Linked DNA regions of Drosophila melanogaster: region 2 is linked to region 1. Evidence: chromatin contacts called from public Hi-C data. All regions are on one chromosome and are shown on one strand. The core of a region is the stretch at or near the end of the contact, and the rest is flanking DNA. Distances in the headings are between cores, read along the strand shown. Region 1 overlaps frm (farmer). Region 2 overlaps sif (still life).

What was found. Hi-C and Micro-C count contacts between places; a contact is called where the count stands out from the background.
Region 2: a contact with region 1 is called in a Hi-C map of the Kc167 cell line, with 1.6 times the contacts expected there. A contact is called at or near these places in 3 of 107 Hi-C or Micro-C datasets (the Kc167 cell line, embryo and leg imaginal disc).

What each region holds. Positions count from the first base shown.
Region 1 is chr3L:5,537,909-5,545,089 of dm6, reverse strand. frm (farmer) reads left to right here. Exons shown (of 8, transcript NM_001144417.3): 2 at 1-118; 3 at 3,718-3,756; 4 at 3,823-4,011; 5 at 4,076-4,138; 6 at 4,204-4,470; 7 at 4,531-5,786; 8 at 5,829-6,679. The coding sequence ends at 6,119. Among named protein-coding and RNA genes, the nearest start is that of CG13285, 5.7 kb to the right of the region's middle.
Region 2 is chr3L:5,670,448-5,677,617 of dm6, reverse strand. sif (still life) reads right to left here. Exons shown (of 35, transcript NM_001104049.4): 7 at 4,353-4,551; 8 at 3,916-4,071; 9 at 3,542-3,846; 10 at 2,897-3,243; 11 at 2,410-2,828; 12 at 1,173-1,341; 13 at 859-1,107; 14 at 670-799. CG46320 reads right to left here. Exons shown (of 36, transcript NM_001347802.1): 7 at 4,353-4,524; 8 at 3,916-4,071; 9 at 3,542-3,846; 10 at 2,897-3,243; 11 at 2,410-2,828; 12 at 1,555-1,611; 13 at 1,173-1,341; 14 at 859-1,107; 15 at 670-799. Among named protein-coding and RNA genes, the nearest start is that of CG46320, 9.9 kb to the right of the region's middle.

The DNA of each region.
Region 1 (7,181 bases), core at 25-2,524:
ATTTTCTTGCAATGCGTCTACTCTGCTAAGTTCGATGAGCAGAACCGTCGTCTAATTCTCGACATTGACGACCAAAAGACAACGAACCGTCAGTACTATTCGTCAAACATTGACACAAGTAAGTGAATCCGTTTAACAATTTCATATCCGTGTCTATCTAAGCCGCTTGAATCCATCCCAAACATCCGAAAAGTAAAACTAGAACAATCCCCCAATTCAATTCATTAACTATGTAAAAATCAGTTGATTTTGTACTGCCCATCCATTTCTTATCTGACCCATCCATGCAGTTAGTTAGTCTTCGTTTTTGTTATTTACATATATACCATCTAAGTAGTTAACTTGACCAACAACAAATTGTTATCGTAGTAGTTAGTAGTATCGTAGTCATAAGTATTTGTACTGCCCCCTTCAAACCCTTTGATAGTTCAATCGACTTACATCAATTAATCTAAACCCCCCAAAAACCGAAACAACCACCAATTGTAGTACCCTCCTATATATATATAATATATATAAATTTATATATATTTCCGTAGCAGCTTTACTAAACTCACCCAGTAGAACTCGTAGTATCAAATTGTAAATATATACACGCTCAACAATCAATCAACCATTACCTATATCTCTCCTCTCTCTTATTCTATGCTACTTTCTCCTCCTCTTACATATAAATTTACACTTCTTTCTACAGTTTTGTGTAGGCATTTGCTCTTCAGTGGAGAAAAGTTCTACATGAAACCTCTTTAAAAATGCTTCGCATACTCATAAATCTACCACACCACCTCCAAATTGATTACTCCGAACAAAAACCGAAAAAATACTTGAAAAATACCCAATCAACAACAGCACACAAAAAACACCAACATTTTCCTTATACAAACCTCATCTGATTAGGTTCTTCGTGAAACTTTCAGTTACAGCGCCCTTTTTAGAGCAGTTAGATCACAGTCAGTTAGTCGAGAGTCTTAGGGTTATATAAACACACCATTTACAGGTCCTCACAGCACTACAAACCAAAAACTGCAAGCAATCACACCAAACAAAAGCGTTATACTCTAAACATTACTCTTCCAAACCAAACCAAAACCCCACCAAATCAAAAACCAATCCAAATCGACACGAACACGATCAACCAAAAGATGCCTATAGGTATGGCTACGATGTCGGCAAGACCGGCAACTTCCATCACGAGACCCGCGGTCCCGATGGAGTTACCTACGGCTGCTATGGCCTGATCGATCCCTACCACCTCCTCCGGGCAACACACTACGTGGCCGATGCCCACGGTTACCGCACCGTGGAGCCGGAGAAGCCAGTGGAGACATTCCCGCCCCATCTGTACAGCGAGACCAACGGTGGTCCATCCGAGCCTGGCATTGTGCTGCAGTGGGAGGAACTGTACTTCCCCATCGGATGTGGAAAGTTTGCGAATGGTGCCCAGCACGGCGTCCCATTCTTCCTAGATGATGTAAGGGTTGATGGGGTTCTCCTCGGGCGGTTTCTGCTCATTTCTTAGAATTCAACCCACCGTAGGGCTGTTTGTTTAATGAAGATTCTTGGAAATGCGTAGAAACGCCTCAAGGACCCCTTCTAATCCGATGCACCTACACATATTTTCCAGTTTAAGAACAAAGGCGGCAGCAACGATGCGATACCATCGTTCTCAGCCAACACAATTGTGATCAAGGGCTCCGACCAGAAGAGTCTGCCCATCCACAAGCCCACTGGTCCACTGGTGCCGCAGGGCACGGGGATCTTTGGCACGGACAAGGGTCATTCGGATCTCAGCCATCCCGGCGATCAGGCGCCGTCCTTCCATTCGGTGAACACCCTGCTACCGGGCAGCAACAGTGAGCAATGAGCTAGAGAAGGGATCTGCGGATCGGAAACTGCATAGTTTGTGTCCTTTTAGATGATGGCCAGTACGTGCCGGATAGTAATCCCTATGTCCATGTGATTGGACCCAATGGCGGAAATGGAGGCAATGGAGGCAGCGGCTCTGGCGGCGGTTTCGGTGGAAACGGAGGATTTGGAGGCGTTGGCGGTTTCGGACCCAATGGCCCGGGTGGCCCGAATGGACCAAAGGGACCCAAGGGTCCTCCGGGACCACCGGGACCACCTGGCGGCCTGGGTCCAGTCGGCGCGGGAGGAGGAGCCTCAGGAAAACCGGTCTACAAGGATGGCGATCGCACTGGCCTGGGCGACGGTTCCGGAAACGGTTCCGGTGATCGCATCAGCACCGGAAACGGTGGCGGTGCCGGTGCCGGCGATCGTTATATCAGCGGAAACGGAGGCGGCGTCGGTGCCGGCGACCGTTATGTCACCGGAAACGGTGGCGGCGTCGGTGCTGGCGACCGTTACACCACCGGAAACGGTGGTGCCGCCGGCTCTGGCGATCGTTATACCGCCGGAAACGGCGGTCGCTATAACACCGGAAACGGTGGCGCTGTTGGTGGCGATCGTACGGGCACGGGTGCCGCCAGCGGTTTCGGAATCGAAGCCAGTGGCCAGTATCGCCCGGATAATGAGGGAACCTACACGAGCACCTACACGCACACAGAGACCGGTTTTCCTGGGGCCATTCCATACACTCCAGGTTAGCCCTCCAACGATTTCTCTACTCATGGAGAGCTAAATTTGAACGAGCTGTGGAGGATGCGGATGAAATGTAACCTGATATGGTGTTACCCAATGTAAAGAGGTTCCAATGGCACATCGATAAATTTCTCATCTTATTGCGCGATCAGTTCGTTCAAATTTCTCTCTTCAAGGCTTTTAGTTCGTAAGATAGCAATCTTAAACGTATGTCTTCATTACAATAATTCTTACTTAAACTTTAAACTATTTTAAGAAACTATTTGTTTATTTTCAGCCAAGAAACAATGATTTCACACCTAATTTCGATATTTTCTATAATCCTATTTTGCAATTCTCCCAAAAAAGACCATATACACACATATATAAGTGAGGCAATGCTAGGGCACGTTTTTGATTTCAGTTATCCTTTATCAGAGCACCTTTCCTAAGAGCGCACAATCCCAATCTTTATATATTACCTATACCTCACTTTCTATCCTTTCTGCACAAAAAGTTATTAAATGAAATGAAAATCAATACGAATTGATCACAAATTCTGTGTCTCAGCGCGCATTTGGCTGAGATCGGATCACAGTTATATCACCCATGCTTGCACCGATTCTTCAGTTCAACACCCACCCACCCATCCACACACAGATACACACACCCACACCAATACACCACGACAACCACACAAGTACACACATATATTGTAAAATAATTACACGGCACATGAATATGTAAAAAAAAAATCCGCTTGAGCAATGACTATTAATCAATTCTATAAACGCAACTAACAATTAACACCTATGATTTATTTTAGTTTGGTTTTCGGTGTTCCTGATCCCCCAACTAAGCCCATACTTTAATACTAACTCCATCCTACTTGTTTGCTTTGTTGTTATGATTTTTGTTGTTATTTGGTGTCGGTCTAGAACGTAAGCCTGTAATTTTCGAGTGTTATACAATTATCTAGAACAGTTTTAGAAAATCAGTTGCTGTAGTTAATGTAATGTTTAATTTATGTAGTTACTAGTAGCTAGTATCTGTAGTTAAAACGTGAGCATGTAGAAAGTAAATTTTTACGGCACAGTTTTTAATCGAACAATTTTTATGATCTTTAAATTCACTATCTAGATAACGGTAAATATAATGGCAATGGCGGACGCTATAACGGTGAGTAATAATGAATAACTTTGAATATGACAATGAATACTCATTTCATTCGACTACCATTCGCAGGTATTAACGATGGTCGGTATTATCACGATGATTCGGGCAAATATGTTCACGTTGAAGGCCCCACTGGACCACCGGCACCCCCATATGTCCACGTTGTTGGACCCGAGGGAGGATTCGGCGGAAATGGCGGCAAGGGAGACGGCGGCGGCGTAGGCCCCGGCGGCCCAGGCGGACCTAAAGGACCCGGCGGTAGAATCCTTGCTAGATCTATGTTTAACAAACATTTTTATTACAATTTGAACCCGCTTCTCAGGCCCCAAGGGACCCAATGGACCCAACGGACCCCCCGGCCCACCTGGACCACCCGGACCACCTGGTAGGTGTTATATGACAGCCATAAATGTTCTTTATGTTAAGAAATACATTTATCCCATTTTCTAGGACCTCCCGGACCCAAGGGACCCACTAAGCCTGGACCTTTCGGACCACCGGGACCACCGGGACCACCCGGCCCACCTGGACCCACTCGTCCTGGGCCCTACGGACCTCCCGGACCCCCCGGACCAACAGGCCCCACTCGTCCCGGACCACCAGGACCACCAGGCCCCACTCGTCCCGGACCACCAGGACCACCAGGCCCCACTCGTCCTGGCCCACCAGGCCCCACTCGGCCCGGTCCACCAGGCCCCACTCGTCCCGGCCCACCAGGTAATACATCCTATACACATTTCAATATCAGATGCTAAAAAAGGACTCTTTGCATTCCAGGACCCTCTCCCAACGATCCTCGTTACTCGGACAAGGAGACACCCGGCTATCTGCCACCAAACCAACCGGGTAAAATCTCGAAACCACCTCCATCATACTCACAAGTCATTGAAATTGAACCACCAAAAACAGTCTATAAGCCGAATTACGAACAAAATAATGATTATGCTATTAAGAAACCATCCGTAACGACAAAGCCACCACTAACATATATTCCTCCTTCTTTTCCCAACACTCCAAAACCCTATGTTCCCGCTCCCGTTCCCGCTCCTCAACCGCCATCCCAAAAAATAACCACGACGATCGTACAGCCAAAGGTCCCGGCTATCACTATTGAGAAGGATAAGCCAAATAAGAGCGTTACCACACCGCCAGTGACAACGGGTAATATTGAAAACCACACTTACTTGCCACCACCACCGCCGACTCCCAAATACGTGACCAAGACCAAGACTCCGACTCCCATTCCGGTGCCCACTCCGGCTCCGATTCCGATCCAATACGAACCCTCGACTCCACGACCCTTCGAAAAGGTGGTGACCAAACTGCCGCAGATCCAATACCATACGCCACAGGTGCCCACCGTTGTGGTGCCTAAACAACCCGTGACCGTTCCGTACAAACCCGTGACCCGACCTCCTACCGTTTACGTTGAACCCAAAGTAACGCCACGTCCCTCTCCCCCATTGCATGTTCCATCGATCAGCGATCAGTCCTGTGTTTGTAACGCCGATAAGACGCACTCATCGAAAAGCACCCTTACCTCAACCACAACCACCACCACCACGAACTCCTATCCCAATCCCGCCTCCGTTGACTTTAATAAACAATTTTCCGGCTTCAATGGACAAGCAAACTTCGGCAGCATAATAAACGCCATGTCACTGACCCAATTGCCGGTCATACCTCAGGCACCCGGACAGCCGGCCTTCTATCCGCCGGACAAGATTCCCAAGGGAGCTGTTATCGCCCTAATGCCCGTGGTCATCCTGCCGCAGGAGTACTACTCGAACTGTGAGGAGAACTCGATTAACCAACTCACGAACATCGATTCCTTCCCGCTGGGCGTTCAGCCTGGTGTATCCTTCAGCCTCCACTCGGTGCTGACTGGTTCGGCTCCCAAGGATCAGTGCATGTGCCCATGCTCGTGCACCCAGAATCTGCCCAACAGACTACACAAGAAACGCGAAGCCACCGATACTGAGGCACCACTCGAGGAAAAGGCTTCCGAACCCGTAGCCGCGGCCTCCGAAGAGGTGAAGACCCTGGTCGAACCCGTGCCAGCCGCCGCCGAAGAGGTGAAGACCCTGGTCGAACCCGTGCCAGCCGCCTCCGAAGTGTCCAAGGCTGAGGTCGAACCAGCAGCCGCCTCTGAAGTGTCCAAGGTTGATGTCGAACCAGCAGCCGCCGCTTCCGAGGAGGTTAAAGCCGCGGTGGAGCCCAAGCCCGTAGCATCCGAAGAGGTTAAGGCACCGGCTGAATCCGTTCCAGCAGCCTCCGAGGAAGTTAAAGTGAAAGTTGAGCCCGAAGCAGAGAAAGTCCTGGCTGACCCCAAACCCGAAACCAAGGTGACTAGTGAGACGAACTGAGACAAGGACGAGAGGACAATCAAATTCCCCTCCCAGATCCCGCTTAAATCCCATCCCAACCTCGATCCTACCTCCAACCCGAACAACTAAACCTAGTCTAAGTGTTTTTAGTGTCTGCCAGGCAGGGCCAAACAGCATTTAAGAAGCGTTAATCGAATGGAGAACCCAGTTAATGTGTTCGCTACCTTGAGTTAAATTTCGAAATCGATGTTAAACAGTTTTGGTAAATGCACTCCAAACCGCCTGTCCACGATGAGTTTCGGAGCTCTCTAATGTAATATCTCTGTCAAACTCTATTTGTAATCTAAACATTTCCTGCAGAGAGCACTGTAAATTGGCAAAAAAAAAAAAGAGAAAATTGTTTTGTGACATGTTGTTTATTATGCATTTATGTATGCTTTTTATTTTTTTATGATTTTGTTCACTCTTATTTCTTTATGATTTTTATCAACTTTAGTTCTTAGTTTATTTAATGTCTACTCTAATCACGATTGAGACGGAATATTGAATTGTTATGTCAAAAGAGAAATACTGAAATTAAATAAAAATTAAAAGAAAATAATTCTGGGCTTATTAATTATTTAATTGGAAAATGGGAAAACAAATCTACTTATGAGAGTGAAATCCTTAATTGGGGTGGCAGAATTTTATGAAAACAAGGATTACTTCATTTGGTTGTGCTGTCAATAAAAATCTATATATGTGGTAATGAACAAAGGATTTGCGTTAAAGAGTTGTTTTAAACTTTAAAGTTTGGTTTCAACACAAATTTGTAACTATTAGCCTCAGGTCGATTCAGGAACATATATGTACGAGTATCATTATAGTCGACTACGGAATACTTGAGGCGCAGTTGGAAAATGTGTAACATACCTTAAGGGCGTTTTCTTTTAATGTTTTTACTGTTATGGTACACCACCCTCATGACCTCCCTAACCTGGTTTTGACCTAGAAAGTCTTAGTTTTAAAATTCATTAGAATAATCAAATAAATAATAATTACTATGTTATATCAACTATTATAATTCTCCCTATCATTTTTAGGATTAAAAATCTGTTAGTC
Region 2 (7,170 bases), core at 1,283-3,782, 130 kb before region 1:
GGTGCTGTTAGCGTTACAGCTTCTGTTGCTACTGTTGACCCAGTTGGCTCTCTATAAATAGCACAGCCCACAAAGGGGCGGGTCGTGGGGTCAAAGGGCGTAACGGGATGGAAGGCGGGGAGTTCATGGCTCCGCCGCCAACGAGAATTTGAATTTGAGCAATTGATGTCGGATGCTGGCTTATGACGAATGCGGAGCGCTTAGGAAACTGCATTCTCTGGGAATGGGAAATTACATTTCGAGGCAGTCCATCGAGAGTGGGTAATGCAATATTGAGGAGTGACTTTGCTGGCGACTTTTACTTGAGGTGAATAATCTAATATTTATGTAGGTGAGGTCAAGGAAGCAGGTTCGTAGAGATACTTTTTCTTAATCTCTAGGTAAAATTCAGAGTTAAATTTAATAATGTACGATGCTAGTGAAAGCTATGCTTGTGAAAGCTATGAAGTCTATAACGATGTTATTATTTTCCTTTCAATTCTCTGACTTTTCTTTGAGACCTTTGCATATTGAAATTCAGCGGAAAATGTATTACTTCTATGTTCTCAGAGCCCCAATGTTTACGGATTCATATAAGACTGCTTTCTTTATATTCTGACTTAAAAGGATTTCTTAACATTCACACAACTTATGACTTCATTATTTGAGTTAGCAAAGAAGAGTACTCACCTCTGATGATGTTAGATAGCACATCCTTGAATCGGTGCTCTCAATGGAAGCCTGTTGAACAATTCCGTAGCGTGACTCGCGATCGCTCAAATACTCTGATCGCAAACTATCCTGACGTATAAACTCGGCACTGTAATGTATGATTATTATAATTTATGATATTGTATAAAAAGATATGTTAACACTTACCGTTGTTCTAGGGAATCGGCACGAGCACTCTTGTAACCCGAATCGTTGAGACTGCTATCCTGTCGCAATGAAGGCAGCGAATCCCAGGGCGAACGTTTGTGACCGGAGCCAGGAATCTGCTGGGTCATCATGCCATGACCCGATCCGGATCCAATAGTGGAACTTCCGGAACGCCAGCCATCCGAGTGACGGAACCACTGGGCACGAGCCGATTCGCCAATGCAAGAGGCGCATCGCGAGTTGGAGAAACTGCAAGATAAAAACCGAAATTAGTTTAGCAATCTCATTATCTTAGTTTTTGCTATTTTACTAACCTGGAATTGTGATCCGATAGATAGCCACGATCGCGTTCGCGTTCCCGCTCCCTGATCAACTCATTGCGATCACTGTAGTAACCATCACGATCGCGATCCCTCTCCTTATCGCGAATGGTAGACAATGGTCGATGTGGCGGCAATGGCAGCGTGGAAGATTTCGCATTGGCTGTGGATAAAGATACATTGCATGGAATGGAATTAGTTCAGTTCGATTTTCAAATCCAAATTCAATCCTAATTGAAAGCATTCCAAAATCTATGTCAGGCAAATGCAATCGACTTATGGCTTCAATTCGCATCGAACTGAGATCGTATGAGTACAAGCTAGAGCATTAAATCTGGAAGATATCGTGCGGATCCGGAATGGATGGACTACTTACGCCTACGTAGTGGATATGGGCTGCGCTGGTTCGATCCGGGTAGGCTTTCAGCGAATTCTGATGATTGTTGATTTGTTGAATTGTTGTTGGGTTGTTGTGGTTGTTAGTTGTAGTTGTAGTTGTAGTTGTTCGTGGTGTTGTTGGTTGTTGATGTTCATGTGTCGTTAGGCAATGCGAGGAGAGGTAATGAATGAGCATTTCATGAAGTGACATGGATAGCAATTATGGTATATTGTTAAAGAACGGGATAATAAATATAGACAAAATTACGTACATTTTAGGAAAACGAAAAAAAGTTTGAAGTAAAATGTAATAGATAAGCTAGATATATCGGTCACTAGTTTATTAGTATATTAATTCTGATAAAAAATCCTCCTGATCCCATTTTGGAAGTTCAAAGACTTTAGACAATACTTTAATTAAGTAGTTCAATGAATTGATTTTATGATTTAAACAATGAACCAGATGCCGCTTTTACTCATTTGAAATTCTTTGTTCCCTTTTCAAGCCTCTGCCAATCCTTCTCAATTACAACAGTGAACATTCCATCTCCGCCATTTAATCAGATTATCAAGCCATTCCCGCGGCAATTCACCCAACCCCAAACAAAGAACCTGACTTTAAAAGACCGCTGACATGGGTTCGATTGGCCAACTGACAGGTTGTTGTGTCTCCTAGTGAATTTCGCTACCCAAAAGCTAATTAAGAAAGAAATTCAATTAAGCGAAGCAAAAGAAACGGAATAACAAAATGCTCAGCTACCACAACAACGAGAACATAGGTGAATAAAGAGCTAACCAAAAATAAATGGTAACGAAAACGTGGTCAAGTCTCGTGACTTTCGAGTTGGCTCACCCAAATTCTCCATGCTCTGCGAGAGCAGGGCTTCGAAAGTGTGCAGACTGTAGGATTCGGCATCCATGCCCTTGGCCAGAGTGTTCCTCAGATGCATCTCGTACTCGAGTAGCAGCCGCGAAGTGGGTGAGCCCGGAGTGGGTGTCACATTGGGAGCCTGCTGATGATGGTGCTGATGTCGCGAGGATCGCTGCGGCGGTCCCTGCTGCTGCTGGGGATGCTGACCCGATGATTGCTGCTGTCCGTAGGATTGATCCTGATCCGAGTTGCCATTGCTGGAGCTCGGCGTGGTCGCATAGCACTGGTTGTCGAACATAACATTGTCCGAGGGCGGCGAACCCTCGATGCAGCTACGTTCCCGCTCCAGTTCCAAGTACAGATTACGTGGCGGATAGCCGCGTCCGATTTCATGCGAGGATCTGCATGGGCAGAAATAACAAACTACGTTAAGCAAGCGAAATCCAAACAAACAAACAATTACACCGACCTCGAGCCGGAGAATCGCGACGACTGACTGCTGGCACGGCCCATCGTGTTGTTGTTCATGATGTGGTGGCCGCCGCCTCCGCCACCGCCCATTCCCATCGCCATTCCATGCTGGTGCATGTGCGGCGGGTGGCCCAATGTCTGGGCCGCATTCGCGTTGTAGTAGTTATAGCGACGACGCCCCATCTCCGGCGAGGTCACCGGCGACTCGGTGCTGGGCATCGGTTTCAGCATGCGCTTCAGCGTGCTGGTGTCCACGTTCATGTCCTCGGTGCTCTTGGTCTTCCGCCGGGTGTTGTTGTTGATTACATTATGCTGGTGCATGTCGTGCGAGTGCGCGTCGCGTGTCTGTTGGCGGAAAGTGGGTGTGGCAGGTGGTTAGTTAGTGGGTGGCAGAGCTTGTTTGCTGCACACAGCGAAAATATGACCTAAAAGCAGATGCTGGTGCCGCAGAAATTGGTCCCTATTCAGTCCTAAACTATCTGTGATATTTTTTGGAATTATGTAATTTGATTATATGGTTTTTTGCCACGCCGGAAAAAGATTTCATGGCTTTCCGAAGATGCTTTTAATTTTTATTTATGTATCCTCTAACTTTCTAGACTCCTATTTTTCTTCCGTGTTTCGTATGCAACAACAAACTTACCATATCATCGCCAAAGTCCTTGTTGCGGGTGCCGGTGCCCTTGGAGGAGGAGGTGCATGTGCCCACGCTCTGATGCAGTCCGCCGCCGGCCTGTGTGCCCTCGCTCTTCGAGAGATCCATGTCCATTTGGCACGCGGCCGGGTCATCGTTGCCCACCTGTGAGCCCACGTGATTTTGGCCGCACATATCGGAGCCGACGTTGCCAACGCCGGTGACAATTACGCCAGGAGTGTTGGTATTGACTCCACTATTGGCCACATCCTGTCTATCCTGCTGACCGCCCTTCATCTGACGCGGCAGGGTATCTAATGATTGGATGAATATTCAAATTAGATGGGTTTTCGAACATATGTAGATGACGGGAGTGGACTCACCTGCTCCCTGGTTGGTACCGGGACCACCGCTGGCCACGTTGTCGTACAGCGAGGTGCTGCTCACCGCACTGACCACTTTTCCGGAGCCAACCTGCTGCTGGCCGTCGACGTCGGTGATTCGGTGCGAACCAACGTTACGCGGCAAAGTGGATGAACCTGCAATGAGGATGGCGGTGAGTTTTGATGGGTGGGGATGCGGTGGATCTTGTCGCCTAGTCGCTAAGCACTGAGTTCGCAAATGTTCGAGTTACAAACTGAGGATTGGCTTGGGTGTCGGAAACTCAAAATGGAATCAAATCAAGAATCGGGCTAACTCGCTGCTGGCGAGCACTTTCATCGGGGCTCTCTCTCTCTCTCTCTCTCTCTCTCTTGCATTCTTTGTCTTTATCTTAGTGTGTGTGTTTTTTTCACGGGGTCTTATGGAGTAGTAATCTCACCTCTAACACGGGGATCGGTTCGCAGGCGCGCATACTGCTCGGCGGACATGCAGGTGCACTGGGGCTCCTGGCGGACGCGCGACGGCGACGCCGGAGTGCTGAGCGGCTTTCGCTTGGCCTTCACCTTGCCCTTGCCGGGGGGATCCAATTTCAGCGAGTACGACGACGAGGCCTTTCGTGAAAATTTGAAAGAAGGCGACTGTAAAACGTCGCACTATCATTAGGTTAGTTGATTGGGATTACAAGGTTCTGTGTGTGCGGTTTCTCCTCACTCTCAATCTAATCTCTGTCTCCTCTCTCTCACTGTCTAACTATTCGCTTAACACCCAGTATGTATATATATCACCTGGGGTTAATTCTCCTTGGAGATCTGTGGCACGAGTCCAGAACTCGGCGAAGTAGGCGTGTCTGTGTTGTTTGCTTAGTAACGAAAGGATAGTGTTCTGAAATATCTTAGAGAACTACTTCTACGAGTAGCAATAGTAGAGGGTGCAGATAGAAGAGTTTGAAGCTTGACTTTGGATGCTAAAAGCCTTGATCTACTTGCGTACAACAGTATATCTAGATAGTGAAAGCAGTTTATGGAAGTAGTAGTAGTAGAGTGTGCGGGACACAAACGAGCTTTTGATTGGTTCTTGAAGTTTAGAGCAGTTTTGCCATTGGGTATCTTCTCTCAATCCCTTTTGGGCGCTTAGCGCAGTTTGGTAACTAATAACTTGATAGTTATGTTAAGCGATATAGCTTGTCTTAAGCTGAACATTTACTTAGCCTAACGTTAACATTTCTTTTGATTATACAACTTTGATTGGGGTTAACTTGAACAATTTATTGTAAGCATGTGCGTTTGCTTGAATATAACTATTTTCGATTCGTATGGATTCGATTTGGTTTCAGAAACCTCCATGGAAGCCGCCTTCGAGGCGATAAATGATGCTCCAAGAATATATATATATATGCGCTATATCTTCAACTATTGCTGATCCTAACTATCAAATCTAACTCTCACTGGAGTGAAGCTGATTTGGATTTTTGAAAATTGCTTCGATTCGTAAACCGCCCACTTGCATGGGATCTTGGATTGGGGGAGGATGGATCAGGATTCTCGGGATGGGGGGATCGGATTAGGGCTCGTCGGAAACGGATTGTAGGGGATAGGTAACGGTATTGTAGTAGAGGATACGTGCGATTGTTTTAAAGCGTTTTGCGTTTTTCTTTTGCATTTTCATTTGTACGATTCCACAGTTATATACATTGTTTATCGATCATCATTGCGGTCGAATTGAAATTTTTGAATTTACAGACATTTTTCAGGCATTTTCATTCAGTTATTATCGGAAAATTAGTTTGGGTTTTCAGTTTTTTGGTATTGTGGCACACGTAAAATGCAAACGAATCGATTTGAAAATATATTCATACATAATTATATATTTAGAGAGTAGTTAAATAAAATTATTGTTAGATAATTAAAGCATTTCGAAGTAGGGGAAAAACGAGGGGTTCATATATAGAATAGATTTCATATAGAATCGAGGTGTACATTCAGAATGTTTTTATTCGGGGCATTTTTTTGGGTTTGGTTATTGTAGTTGAGTTGTTGTTGAGTTTTGTTTGTTGTTTGTTGGAGTTGAGTGTTTATCATTCATAAATTTCGAAAGAAACATCCGTCGGTTTTGTTTTTTTTTTCATTTTGGTATCGTTAGTTTTTGAAAATGTTTCGAATTGAAGTACGAAATGAAATGCATTTAAAATGAAATATTTCGAAGGATTTATAGTTTTTGAGGTTTGGCGTGTTTCGACAATGATTTCGAAAAATGATTAGAAGAGAGAAAAAGAAATGAAAGAATATATAATATAAATACATTTAACAAATTTTAGTGTGTGTGTGTGTGTGGGTGTATTTGGATGTGGCGTGTGTCTGTCTGCGTTCAGTGTTATCGGATAGTTTTCGTTGTTCATCTTCGCACTTGGATGAATCACATTTACAAATGAGTCCTGTGACCGGGAACTTCAGGTGAGAATTCTGAACACTGTTAGTGATAACGAGAGTGGGTGGAAAACTGGGGCTGGTGGGTGGTGGTGGCGTTGGTTGGGTGGTCTTTGTGGTGGGTGGACACATAGAGCAGAAAAGTTTACAACAATTACGACACTCAGTATGTGGTTGTTGTGGTGTGAAACACTTATGAAAGGATCTTATACATGCCCGACATTGCGGATTGAACAGAGATATTCGTTTAAAGGGTATGTAAACTTTAAACATTATTATAGTTATTATCTTTTTTCGGCGATCAAACGACACTTAGGTGAAACAAGAATTATTCAGTGGTGTTTGGCTGTGTATTAGGATGTACACTGTACACAGTGGAAAAGAAATAATATGAAGCGATACTAACGTATTTTTTTACAATGTAAGACACCTGCAACAAATGATGCGCAAAGTAAGAAAAGAAAACGAAACAATTATTAGACTTGGCTAGTCCAGATAGTTAATGTCTGACTACATTATACTAGAATCTATATATTAATAGGCGTATGATAAGTGTGTTCATCGATGGGTTCTATTTAGTTTCAGTTTGAAATGTATTTGTCAGATGATAGCTTTATGAGTGAGTAGGTCAGAAATTAAGTACCACAGAAGGGTAAAATATAGCTTATTATCAGTTTTTCATTGTGTTATTCTACGAAATTTATAAATCCATAAGGAATGATAGGTTATATACATTATTGGATCGGGTGCTTTGGTAACGGACGAGCTTTTTAATTTCTTTAGCTTTCTTTCTCAATTTCTGACTACATTTTCAATGTTCTTTTCAGGTACATG